Regions from separate parts of the Mus musculus genome. Here region 2 is linked to region 1. Evidence: chromatin contacts called from public promoter capture Hi-C data. All regions are on one chromosome and are shown on one strand. The core of a region is the stretch at or near the end of the contact, and the rest is flanking DNA. Distances in the headings are between cores, read along the strand shown. Region 1 holds the start of Camkmt (calmodulin-lysine N-methyltransferase). Region 2 holds the start of Mcfd2 (multiple coagulation factor deficiency 2).

What was found. Promoter capture Hi-C pulls out the DNA fragments that hold promoters and counts their contacts.
Region 2: a contact with region 1 is called in a promoter capture Hi-C map of pre-B cells, with 6 times the contacts expected there. The contact joins the promoter of Mcfd2 here to the promoter of Camkmt in region 1.

The regions. Positions count from the first base shown.
Region 1 is chr17:85,087,665-85,094,556 of GRCm38.p6, reverse strand. It overlaps Camkmt (calmodulin-lysine N-methyltransferase), which reads right to left and starts at 3,931. Exons shown (of 11, transcript NM_028576.3): 1 at 3,694-3,931. The coding sequence starts at 3,831. It overlaps Prepl (prolyl endopeptidase-like), which reads left to right and starts at 4,290. Exons shown (of 15, transcript NM_001163622.1): 1 at 4,290-4,451; 2 at 5,682-6,217. The coding sequence starts at 6,005.
Region 2 is chr17:87,263,345-87,270,236 of GRCm38.p6, reverse strand. Mcfd2 (multiple coagulation factor deficiency 2) reads left to right here and starts at 4,290. Exons shown (of 4, transcript NM_139295.3): 1 at 4,290-4,402.

The DNA of each region.
Region 1 (6,892 bases), core at 2,682-5,181:
TCCAGTTCTATGATAATTACTGAATTCTGAGTATATACAGTTCAATAATTCTTTTAAAAGAACATATTTGGGCCAACTGAGGTAAGTATATATTGCTTTTTAGGAATTTCTCTTTTTCTAAGACTCTTTTCTTTGAAGATTTTTTTTTCATACTGTGTATTTTCACTTTCCCCTTTCCCCTTTCATGGAGTCCTGTTGGCCAACTACTTCTGGGCATGAGGCCTGGTCTGGAGTGTGGCTGACATCCACAGCCAGTGAACATCCACTGGAGAAAACTGACTTTTGCTCTCCCGGCAAGTATCAACTACAGACAGCTTTTTGGTTAGGGTAGGACTTTGTGTCCACTTTCCCTTCTCCATGTGAGATTTTTATGACTCAGGGTCTTAAACAAGCAATGATAATCCAGGGGCAGAAGAGATGGCCCAGAGGTTAAGAACGTAGGAAGAGGTTCAGTTTCCTGTAACGACCTGTAACACACTCTTCCAAGGGAGCTGATGCCTGCTTCTGACACCTGTATTCTTGAACACAGCCCTCCTCCTCTCAGGTACAAATAATTAAAAATTAAGTCTTAAAAAAAAAAAAAAAAAAAAAACCTAAGGGCTGGAGAGATGGCTTAGCAGTTAAGAGCACTGACTGTTCTTCCGAAGGTCCAGAGTTCAAATCCCAGCAACCACATGGTGGCTCACAACCATCTGTAATGAGATCTGGTGAGTCTGAAGACAGCTACAGTGTACTTACATATAATAAATAAATAAATCTTTTTTTAAAAAAAAATCTAAAAGCACTAGGAAACAATGAAGACTTGAATTATAAAAATTAGAGGTGAACATAGAAAGTCACTAGAGATTCCAGTGACATTTAAAGGGTTATCAGAGACTACTCCAAAAACTGAGACTAGAAGATGGAAAGACTTCATTTTAAGCAGAGGTGGGGAAGAAGCTGACCCTCAGGCCTTTTGCTTACAATGAAAAACTGATAACAGTCAAGGGCCTCAGCACTGACAGTCTAACACAGAGCATCCTGCCGTAAATAGCACTATGAGATATGAGATACTTCATTAACCAGATTCTTCAGCCAAGTATTCCGCCCCTAGGTAACTATTTCATCCTAGAGGCGTCTGTGAGTTTGTGTGTGCATGCCTCTTCTTTATGTAATTCTGCTGGGATTGTCAAGCAGGTTGATGACCCAGGTTAGCCAAATAGCTTCATTCTGTTGGGCACAGCAATTGGCCCAAATGTGGTCTACCAGAGTCATTTGAAAGAAATTATTTCTTAAGGAAACTAGATCCTTTCCTCAGGATCCCTAAGTGGATGAATGTGGAAAGACTGAAGTTGCAAGTAACCGTCACCGTTATCAGATGAGACTCAACCAAAAGGAAGACAAGATGCCTGTTCCTTCTTTAGCTAGTCCTCACACACACGGGCTTCTAGATCTCACCTAATTAGGGGAGGCGCTAGAATCAAAAGTCAACAATTTATCACATAATCTGGAAACAATAATGTACAAGTCATACAGGTTATCTCTCAAAAATATGAGTTCCAGAGAAAGCCTTAGTTAACAAAAAGAGCCATGAGGCACCACTGGAATCCTGAGGAGTACAGGAAGACAGAATTGGGGAGTTGCAAAAATAAACACCAATCATTCAAGTGTGACACAAGAGAAAGAACCTCTCGACCCCCCCCCCCCGTAATAGAGATCAAAACCTTGGCTTTGCACATGCAAAGTGTCATAGCACTGAGTAACACTGCCAACCAGAATCACAAAGTCCTAGCCTTGATCAGACTCTTCAAGCTTTCTGCTTCTGAACACAGATGAAACATGCATGAATCGTTTAGCCACTTTAAACACTTATGAAAAGCCCACACATGTTTAGCCTGTGGTAATCAACTGAATTATTACAGAAAAAAAAATCACTTTTTCCCTGACATGTTGTACTGGCTGGTTGTATGTGTCAGCTTCACACAAGCTGGAGTTATTACAGAGAAAGGAGCCTTCCTTAAGGAAATGCCTCCATGAGATCCAGCTGTAAGGCATTTTCTCAATTAGTGATGAAGCAGGGGAGGGCCCCTTGTGGGTGGTGCCATCCCTGGGCTGGTAGTCTTGGATTCTGTAAAAGAGCAAGCTTAGCAAGCCAGGGGAAGCAAGCCAGAAAGCAGTACCCCTCCATGGCCTCTGCATCAGCTCCTGCCTCCAAGTTCCTACCCTGTGTGAGTTCCTGTCCTGACTTCTTTTGGTAATGAACAGCAATTTGGAAGTGTAAGCTGAATAAACCCTTTCCTCCCCAACTTGCTTCTTGGTCATGATGTTTTGTGCAGGAATAGAAACCCTAAGACACACCTAAAAAAATTTAAAAATAAAGTCTTACCTCTTACACTGTGAATTTTGGCTTGGCCATGCATCTTCCTTTAGCTAACGGTTTATGAGACGGCTCATAGTGATTATCAACTTGACAAGAACTGGAGGAACCGAAAGTCTCCACCTGTCTAGGAAGGGTTATCTACACTAGGTTAACCTCTTGGTATGTGTGTAATGGATTTTCCTAACTACAGTCACTGAGAGGAGACACACTCAATGTGGTATCGCCACATCACACACTGAGTCTTGAACTAAATAAAAAGGAGAACTGGAACTAACTCATATTCATCCATCGCTCTGTTCTTCCTGACTGCTCACACAATGCTCCAGGATCCTGAGCCTTGATTTTTCCTACTAAAGTCTGTACCGTCAAACTGTGTGCCAATACATACCCTTCCTTTCTTAAATTGCATTGCCTAGCATTTTTATCACAGTAATAATAGAAGCTAAGTAACATAGCATATTAACAGACATCATGTAAGCAGGGATTTGAAATGTGCCTCTTGCTCTTATACACTCTACCATAACTGGGAGAACATGCCAGCCAACTCTGAGAACTATGGGTATATAGACCAGGTACACAACCGTAAACCACTCAGGTTTTATCAAGAGACTACCAGGTGGTTCACAGACATTGCATGACATACGACATGTGGTTGTTAAAAAGCAATAACTAAGTAAAATAACAGACTAAGGACTCATTGCCCCCCGGCCACTGTCTTAGTTACTTTCCTATTGCTGTGAGGAGTCACAATGACTAAGAAAACTTATAAACACAGCAGCCTTCACTGGAGCGGTTTGGAAGACTGAAGTATCTGGATTCGTTGCTAAACCTTGGGCAGCGAGTATCCCAATAATGACTCCAAACTTAGTTTCACGTGGCGGGAAAAGGAGCAAGCAGTAGGTTTCCCTCTCTCCCTTTACTCTCCCATATACAAAACCAGGAAACGCGTGCAGAATCCCCATCCCATTAGTGAACCTCACGGATCTCCAGAGATGTGGGACCAAAAAGTGCACCCAGGTGACCAGGCTGGGAGTTAAGAAGCAAAAAATAAAATAAGGATGGAAAGGGGGCGGGAAAGAAGAGCAGCACACGGAGAAGACAGGCGGTCCCACCCACCAGACAGGCGAGCACAAGGATTTTCTGAGTTTCTGAGAGCTCGCTCTGGCTGTCCCGCTCTCCAGCCCCGCCAGAGTCTCTCCCATTTTTGGTGGGACAGCGGGACAGCGGAGATGAAGGAGCAAGGGGGCGCTTCTCGCTTGGCTCCCGACAAACGGGCTGCCTGCTACCTGCGAGGGGAGTGGCCACAGGCAGGGCAGGCGAGCGCTCGCCCTTACCTGTCGCAGAAGCTGCCACCGGACGGCCCCCTTGGGCGCCGAGACCAGCGAGCCCTGGCTGGCACTGCCCATCGCGGGACGCTTGCCCGCCTCTGCCTCAGTCTCTGCAGCCCCAGCGGCCGCGACCTGCGACTCCATCTCCAGAGCTGACTGGACCCGGAGGTTGCGTCCGCCACGGCTCTCCCCAGTCAGGACCTGCCAACTTCTTCCCTGTCAGGACCTGTGACGCCCGGCCTCTGGCCCACAGCTCTTCCGTGCACCCTCCCCGAATTCCGCATTTCCGGTATTAGCGTCTCCTTGGCAACCAAAGCAGCGGCGTCGCTTCATTGCACCACTTTTTCTGGTGGCCATCTTAAGTGAGGGCGAGCCGGAGTGGGAGGGGACTGTGGAATAGCTGCAGACAGGGCTTTCCTCGCTGTTTTCTTTTTTTCCTCACTTTGTCTCTTGCTCGCCGGAATACCAGAAAACCGAAATACAGTTGTCTCCTAAGATGAGTGAGTTCAGGAAGAGAAAAAGCCCACCACTGGCCATAATAAAGATGGCGAAATGCGCTTCCCTATCGGTCTGGGTTGGTGTTACGTAGACCGGCGTGCTGCAAACTAGCTCTGGGCGGCGCGAGGTAGGTTGTCTTTCTTGCTGGGTGCTGGAGGCTGGCTTCGGCTGGACAAGGCTGAGGTGACTGCAGCTCCTTCTGGAGAGCTTCGGTTTCTCGTATTTGTCTTCTCTACCTTCGCTCGTCCAGCTGTCTTTCGATTTGCGTACGTATGGAAGGGTTGCTGATGGTTCCCCTTTCCTAATTCCTCTGCCCACCTTCCAGCCATTCCTCACTTCCCTGGTCCCTTTTTTGATCCCTGTCTCTTCTGTACGTTCTGACCCGTACCATTCCCTCACGTCCTGTGAATACGACGTGTTCGGGATGCACAGTTGCACCGGGAAACGAGGAGGTGCTCCGGGAGCACCCATTTGCTTACTTACCCCACCAGTCTCCCTATCCTCGCACAGGGTCTTCTCAATGCAGATGGTGGATGAATGGGTTGGAGCTATGGGGACAGACTAAGCGATTTAAAAGCATTTTTCTTCTAGGCTACTGCTCCACTGGCCCATTATTTTGCTGCGACATAAGAGATTAAGGGGGGGAGGGGGCGTCATAGCTGGTCGGATCTATGGCAAAACTGACGCAGTGTTTCTGTGCTACCAAGGAACGTGTTAGAGAAGATTTCTCTCATTTTACACTCAACAGTGTTTAGCATAGCTAAATTATCCCTATGCTAATAATATTAACGACCTTTTGTTGAATGGTTACTATGTGCCAGGTACTTGGACTAAGTTCTTAAAATAAATTGTTTGGTTTTGTTACAAAACTACAACCGCAGAGATTAAGTGCTATGGTTAATTTCTGTTCCACAAGTGAAAAAATTGAATCCAGATGCAGTTAGTGTACAAGGCCCAAGACCTAAACCTGGGTCTGTAGTTATGGAAGTTAAAATGATCTTTACCTTCCAGAAGAAACCAAAAATGACTCGACATTTTATTTGTGCATCTTACAGTTGTTTTTAATTCATTATCCTTTTATGGTGAAATCCAATTGCTCCTCTAGGAGGAGGAGCCAGTCAGTTGGGCGGTTCACTGAATCAGTGAGTTGGGGGAGTGTCTCCAGCTCCCCAGAGCCACAGTTGGGCCACCTGGACAATGACCAGCTCTAGCTCACTCATCGAGTGCACACGCAGCTTAAACTAGACAGCTAGGTGAAAACTATGTGGCGCCTCGCCTCACTCAACAACTAAGCATCCCCCTTTTATGTCATGGTTTAGGCTTTTTCTAATTTGTCTTTCACATCCCAATGATATGCCCAGAATTATGTAAGATAAAAGCCATCTTGCTTTTGAACCCCCTCTGAGTACCTGAGATTCCCATTAAGTTCATTTACTCATTTGCAAATTATTTTATTTTGTTTGTTTTCTGTTTTGTTTTGTTTTGTTTTGTTTTAGTTTGTCCATACGTTCTCCAGAGTCACTGCTGCTTAGCTTGTCCCTAGGAAAACTGACTTTACAGATGACGTGTTTATTAAGTCCCGCCTGCCAAGAAGTATGATCTGAATGAACTTAACGCATACAAGGTTTTAAACGTGTTTAACCTAAGTTATCAGATGTCTACAGTAATTGGTAACCTAAGGGGCTCATGACGCCACAGGGGAGGGATGAGATGTGGGGACCTCAAATGCACTAAGATCCCATGACTGTATAATTATACGTATGAAATCATCCACGTGCTGGCAGCCCCTAAGGGAGCAAAAACCAGGGACTTTGCCACCATGCTGCAGACGGCCAAATTCTCTCTCCGAGCTTTGAAGCATAGTATTCCTCATCTTGGGAACTGCATGCAGAAACAGAGTTACCGTAACGTCGCTGGTCCTTATTACAGTAGAGTAAGATTGAAAAAGTACCACCTAACCAAGTGTCTGCAGAATAAACCCAGGATAGCAGGATTAGCAAGAAACATCCCAAGTCGGAGCTTCTCGTGTAAGGTATGGACTGTTCGAGTTAATCTGTTTGTAGGCCATTAATACTAATTGTAGTTCATAAATAATGGGTAAGGTATCCATTACTCATTTTCTCAGTAATTCTAATTTGGTTTTAAGATTTTTTTTTTTTAGGCTCAAATACCTGTAGTCAATATGAGTACAAAAGAATGTATGTGAACCTATAAAGCTGTAATGTATATAAAAATGCAGATTCATTGAAAACTGATTTGATCTCAAAACGTAATGCACCTGAAAATGTGTTTTCTAAAATTACTAAAATGTCAAATTACGCCTCTTCATAAACCTGATGATATGCTCCTTCTTGTATGAATCCCAGATTGGTAAGCCTCGGGAAATGCCACACAGTTGTGTGTTTTCTCTCTATACAAAGGAGTGAAAAGCTAGCGTACATTTTGGATGACACTTGTATTCCAAAAGGAAATAGTGACTGTTGTTCTTCTGCTGGGCCCCAAACTGTGGGCTCGCATTGGGCCCCGAGGAACTGGCTACACTTGCATAGAGTGTAACCACGTGTTCTCCTTAGCCTGAGACAGGCCCACTGTGCACCTGTTGTCCCCGTGTGACTATTAATAGTCCTCTCTCCTCTCAAAAGTGTCCCACTTAATCTGTCATGTTGCATGGTCACTGTACTTAGCTTGAAATCAAGCTGTGTGCCCT
Region 2 (6,892 bases), core at 3,041-5,540, 2.2 Mb before region 1:
AGTGTTAGAAGGCAGGATAACAGGTGCCTTCGGAGAGAGTGGCATTTGGTTTGGTTTGGTTTCTTTCAAGACAGGTTTTCTATGTGGTCCTGGCTGTCCTGGAACTCTCTTTGTAGACAAGGCTGGCCTCAAACTCAGGGATCTGCCTGCCTCTGCCTCCCCAGTACTGGGATTAAAGGCGTGCGCCACCACACCTGGCATGCTGGTAATAGTCCAATTCTTGTTCTGTGTGCTGGGTTATATGGATAGATTCAACGTCTGAAAACTCATTGAATTAAACTCTATGATTTTAAAAATGTGTATGTGTTTTGAATGCATATCTGTGCATCACATGGATGCCAGTGGAGACCAGAGGAGAGCGTCAGATCTCCCTGGAACTGGAGTTACAGATGGTTGTGAGCCACTATGGAGGTGCTGGGAAGTGAACATACTTCATCTGCAAGAACAAGTGCTCTTTACCACCAAGCCACCCCGTCACCCACTGGGACAGTTTTCTATGCACGTGCTCTTCTTGGTCTACACTGTACATAAACACACTGTAAATAACCACGTTGGGAAACTCACTCAATCTGCAGCGTGAACAGATGGCACAAGCTTCCATTCAAGAAAAGCAGAGAATGGAAAAACACATTATATCCAGTCTGTAATTCACTACTGCTGCCAAATGGAGACAGAGGGGTTGCTTCAGGGGCAGTGTGACAAGTTCTTAGCGGAATGCAGAAGCCCTCCCTAGTCTGTCTTCTAATTCTACAGGACACGCATTAGTTGCACCCACTCCTGATTCGAGAGGGTCTTGGGGTCTGGGGAATACGACAGGGCTCAGCAGCAGCAGAATATTGCTGACCAGGCTTGACATTTTGGAGCATGTGATTCAATAATTTAGTAGCTGTCTGGTCAATGTATAAGTAATCATGCTGAAATAGCTCGCCTACAGAGTCCTTAAATTGCTTTGTATTAAATATTTCATTTCTCCAACTGTGAGCAGATGTGCAACAAGATACATGCTTAAAGCAGCGCTATCTGTAACAACTGCAAACTGCATTCCTCCTCCTGTCCACCAATCGTCCACTGACAGTTTGAACACTCACAGCAACACTGAGAGTTATAAATTGAGGTTATTCTCATCCCTCTCTCCCTGCGGTGGAGTCCTCTCCACAGACAATACATCACTTTCTGGCAATTCAAAAATCATGTCTGCAGAAAGTCGTGCTACCTATTTGCTGTCTACTTGGGGCCTCAGTCTTCTCATAATGAAGTTTCTTTCTTTCTGTCTCCACTTGTGCTCGTTGGAACTTAAGCACACAAAAGAAATCGGTCATTTCAATCCCACAGCAAGGCTTCGGCTCCGGGGAGCCTCCTGGCCAGTTCAGTTCACAGACTGTAGACCAAGATCCTCTCTAATCTGTGCTTTCAAAGCCAACAGTTTCTAACCTGATCTGCCATTCCTTTGAAGGACTCTGCAGAAAGTTCCTAAGAAAGGTCAATACTCACCAACGTTCTAGATAGTTCTCTTAGAATACAACTGTCTGGCGTGTGGACTGTGTTCAAGGTCCAGCAAGTGACAGACAGCCACTTGGGCTGTTTCACGACTGTTAAAAGAGGGTCACCAAATTTCCAGTCCCACTGTCAGTTCCTTAACCTCTAATTGGATTTGTCACACGTTGCAGAACAGCAACCTCAAAAGTCACAGAGGTAGTGTCTCTGCCATAGACCAAGCTTGGGCAAAAATGGATGGAAGCAGACAGATCATGTGGGCCATCTCTGAGACACCCTTCGTGGCTCCATGGCGGCTCCTAGCAGTAGAACCACGAGAAACTAGAGGTGTAAAATGTGTTTTAAAGTTTTATATTTTGATAGCACAAGGAGATTTGCTCAAAGGTATACAAAGGTAACAGAATCATGAAGACCTCCAAGAATTTCAACTCAAATAACCAAGTGGATATCAGTGATATGGCTACCATAGACAAGACTGGCATGGGTTTGAGGGGAAGGGTCAAGTTTTACAAGGGGTCCTTAAGCTTAAGATTCCAGTTAGCCATCAAATGGAGCTGACAAGGAGGCCGTTATTTAGAGGTACCAAGAATTACAGGAAAGATGGCTCACTTGGGAAAGTACTGCCATACAATCAGAAGACCTGACCTTGGGCCGCTGGCACCCACATAAAAGCCTGGCATGGTCGAAAGTGTCTGTCATCTCAGTGATGGAAGAGGGGGTCTCGGAGACAGGAAGATTCATGGAGCTCATGGCTGGGCAGCTAGCCTTGCCAAACTGACAAATGCCAGGTTCGAGAGACCCTGGCAGAAGAGGGTCAGAAGAAGACATTCAGTATAGATTTATAGCATCCATACATAAGCAAATGCTCTCACACACGTGGACACATGCAAACATATTACATATGCACATACAAAACCTTTAGGGAGTTGTTTGCATGCAACTGGCCTTTCAAGCACAGGACTAGATGAAATCACTAGATGAGAGTACTCAGCACCATGGCGCCCTCTTTTCGTACGTTGAGCAGAGGATGCGATGCCAGGAGGACAGACCGGAGAACAACAAGCATAGTTGTCAGGAAAGAAAAAAAAAATGCTTCAAAGTGTGGCTGTGCCTTAGGGTTTTTAATCGCTGTGAAGAGATGCCATAACCACAGCAACTCTTGCAAAGGACAACATTTAACTGGGGCTGGCTTCCAGTTTCAGAGGTTCAGTCCATTATCATCAAGGTGGGAAGCATGGCAGCATCTAGGCAGACATGGTGCTGGAGAAGGAGCTGAGAGTTCTGCATCTTGATCAGCAGGCAGCAGGAGACTGTGTGTCACACTGAGCATAGCTTGAGCATAGCAGAACTCAAACCCACCTCCACAGCATTCAAACAAAGGAGACAATGGGAGCCATGTTTGACTTCGAGGAATAAGCAAGTCAGAAGAGACCTGGTTTGCATGGAGATGGCCATTTCAATAGCATTGTAGGAAAGAACCAGAGGGCAAGCATCTATGCAGGTAAGAATGATCCAGTAGAAAGAGAAAGATGACAAAAGCTAGCATCCACAGAGAAGGTGGAGTATCTGGCTTGGTGGCAAGTGCTTATTAGAAAAAAGTCTGAGCAGGGCAGTGGTGGCACACACCTTTAATCCCAGCACTTGGGAGACAGAAGCAGATGGATCTGAGTCTGCGGGCAGCCCGGTCTACAGAGCAAGTTCCAGAACAGCCAGGGCTACACTGAGAGATCCTGTCTCGAAAAATCAAAACACCAAATCAGCAACAAAACAAAAAGTCTAGGAGGTGTGAGGTGAAGAATGCTCCAGGCTACCCTCGGTCCAGTCTCTACTTACTGAGCTTCATAAACTGCCTGCATTTGTAGCTCCCAGGACAAAGGATCGTAGGTACAATGCAGTCAACTACAGGGTACCCAGAATGAACTGGACCAAATTAATCTAACCTTCAGAATGAGATGGAATGAGATGCAATATCTTAGGGACTCTTGAAAGAGGCTTTCTCTCCCTATGGATAATGTTGAAATCTTAATCTTGGAAAGTGGGACAAAGAGACAAAAACGGTGCTGTTGGGCAATTTTCAAGGCTACAAGGAAGAGGGGGTGGGGGTGGGCTTTGATATAATCTCTCTCCATCTTTGATGTAGGTGCATCTAAAAAAAATACGATTATGTATCTTCAAAGATACAAAGGAGAGAAGGAATTTTAAAATGTACAGTCCTAAGCTCATATATCTATCTGTATCTATACACATTCACTGAAAGACAATTTTGTTAATATCAAAGGGCAGGATCCTTTTTTTTTTTTTTTTTTTTAAATATATTGTCTTCTCTCAAAGAAAACAACAAAACCAGACGATTTCAGGAACTTTACTAGCTGGATCTTGAGGCTGCGGCTCAGGGAATGGAGCAAAAAGAAAATGGAAGCAGGTCAGTCTTGGAAACGCAGGATCCCCGAGAAGTACCGGCTGCCTCACTGGGACAGGAGTTAGGGGTTTTACTCTCTCAGTTTGTAGTGGAAGCAAGGATATCCGTCAAAGTATAGAGAAGGTGAGGCTGGCCAGCTTCGGAGTCCGCCTCCTCCGGATCCTGCAGCCCACAACCCACGGTGAGCCACGTTCCGGAGCCTCAGGTTTGCCTAGCAACCAGCTCGCCTCTTGGCCTCCCCAGGGCCCTAGCAGTAGGGTGTCGCCCTCGGGAGGCGGGTCTGGCCGCGCCAGCCACAGGGGACACGTGGATCCACTGGATCGGGTCGCACAGGGGGCGGGGCCGGCAGCGTTGGTGGGCGGGCGGGAGGCTGTGCGCGTGCGCGGCTGGGCGAGGGGCGGGACCGGCGTGCGGAGAAAAGCGTCCCAGGGACGGCAGCTGGCAAGGTTCACGTTGGAGTGCTTCGCGACTGCGTCGGGGATTATCGGGGTGAGCGAACCCACGGGCCGGAGGCCTGACCCTCGGGGCAGAGGTCGGTCGGCCTGGGGCTCGAGAATGGGAGGCCCGGGTGGCGGGGTGGAGGATGCGGACCTTCAGGGCGCAGCGGGACCTGTGGCCCACGGAGGCAGCCTGTCTTCCGAGAGGGTTTCGGGGGCCAGACGTGTCTGCCCGGCTGAGCACCGCGCTGTTGTTTGCGCTCACCCCATTGCTGGGAGTCTCAGTACTAGGCTGTAGGGCCAGCTGTGTGGGCTGGACACGGACCCTGGCTGGCCTGGAAGCACGCGGGTCTCAGGCGTTACTCCATCTGCCTCTGGCTCCCCCACCTTCCTCGGGGCAGACCCACAGGTCCTGTTGTCTCGACAGGGTTGGCTAGTTTGAGCCTAGGAGGTTAGGTAGACAAGGGATGCTCGTTTGTCTCGTTTTCCCTTTCTGGGACATGGCACCTCCATCCACACATATGCCCAAACCAGAGGCCTGGGCGTCACTCTTACCTACACTCATCAAATACATTGAACCTATTCAAAACTCTCACTTTTCCAGACACCTTGCCTTAGCAATCAGCTCTCTTTTCTGCTCCTTTAATATTGATTGACCCTCCTCAACGTGTCCAGTACAGGGGAGGTAGAGACACGCTCAGCCACCCTGCCCCATTCCCAGGTCCTTCTGTGGATTCTCATTGCCCTTCCAAGCTCTTCTTTCCTTCCTGCAATGCCTGTTGTGACTCACTCACTGTCTTTGTACTTTACTCAAGACCTGCCCCTCCTCATCTGAATATTCTGGATTGGACTTAAGTCATGTTTAGGTGTTCACTGCCATATGGAGGGGCGTGCTTTGCTTTGGGTTGAAATATTTCTTCTCATGCTTTCTGTGGATGGGGGTGTGTGTGATACCCCTGGAGTGCCTCTTTAGTGACCTGTGTTTTGCTGTCGAGAGGCGTCTGACTGTTCTCACAGCCTTCACAGCTCTGCTCTCCCTATGTAACTAGGCTCTTAGTTAAATGTTAGTTATAAGGGTAGCATGGCATTCCTTTGGAATCCCCCAGTGAACAAATGGACCAGACTATTAAACACCAGCCTATTCAGGACAAGTTTTCAACCTCAGCCCATGTGGGGGCTTTCTGTAACCCAGAAACTTGCTGGTTACTTGGACTTCAAGAGCATGGAGATGACTACAACTAGGAAGCACTAGTCAGTTGGCCTTGGCTCCGTGTAACAGGATGTCTGGGGTGTTGTCAAATGTGATTGCTTTGAATGTAAATTCCCAACTAAGAGCCTCTGAAGGCTGCCAACAGCTGCTAGGAGGAAAGCCCACTCCCTGATAGGAATAATGGCCCAGTGGGAAGGAAGGGTGGGCAGGAGTGCTGCAAAGGGAGAGCTCAGCCTTAGGCCAGGGCCTCTGAGATAGAGACTTAAGTACTGTGTTTCTTCTCACCCCATTCTGACCACGTCCCACGCCAGCTCAGCGTTGTTCAGTTCACAAATGAGAGAACACAGATCCTGACCTTTGGAAAGAGGAGAAGGAAAGATAGGAAGGAAGAAACAGACAAGGAAGCAAGGGGTGTTAACCACAAGAGTCTTTACGTCTCATCTGAACCGGGCCTAGGAGGAATGACCAGACACAGTGGCAACAGAGGCGTCCGGAGCAGTGAGAGGAGCCCTGTTGGAGTCAAGGCTCTGAGGCAGGTCAGCATTGCCCTGTCAGACTCATGCTAAGGCCCTGATTGTTTTCTACAGCCCTCTCTGGTTTCCAGACGATCTGCTTGCCGCCGCCGATCATACCCCACTGATCATACCGACAGGGTTAGTGGTGGTGGTCTGCTGAGCTTAGCAATATCCTTTTCCTCTTTCGTTGCTGTGTGTGTCTCTCCCAGAGTTGCTCATTCTGTTGAAGATGACCTTCTCCAAAGGATGAGCAACAGCCTTTCAGTCAAGAATATATAAGTAGTCAACATAAGATAGTCAAGTTTCTAAGACTCCAGGCCCATCAAGAAGAGTCTCTGTACATGGGGGTCTTTAGAAAAGGGAAGTCAGTTGTCAGCCTCTCCCTTAGTTGGGTTTTTCTCTAGCTTGGCCTTTGCCGTTTCCTGAAGGTGAGTGAGCCAGGGAACCCTTGGGGCTTATCTTTCCAGGCCTTGTGCCCATGGCCTTGAACTAAGTAACTGGAGTGTGGATGATGCAATGTGTCCTTTTTGACTGGGAACAGTTGAATCTGGCAAGTGGCAGGCCCTGCCTCTTGTCGTCCCCGTGCTTTGTGGGATTCCTTCTGACTTCCTGGAGCTGGTATTTCTTGAGCTTTCATGTTGGGAACTTGCCGACGACGCAAGCTCAGAGGTTCTTGGCTTTTATACTGAAGAGAGGCTAACCTGAACTCAAAGTTCCTGTGCTTATTAACCACTTGGGTCAAGGTCTGCTATTACATCAGTTTAAAACATGCCACAGGTACACATCCCAGCTGGAGCCAACCATGTTCTTCGAGGAA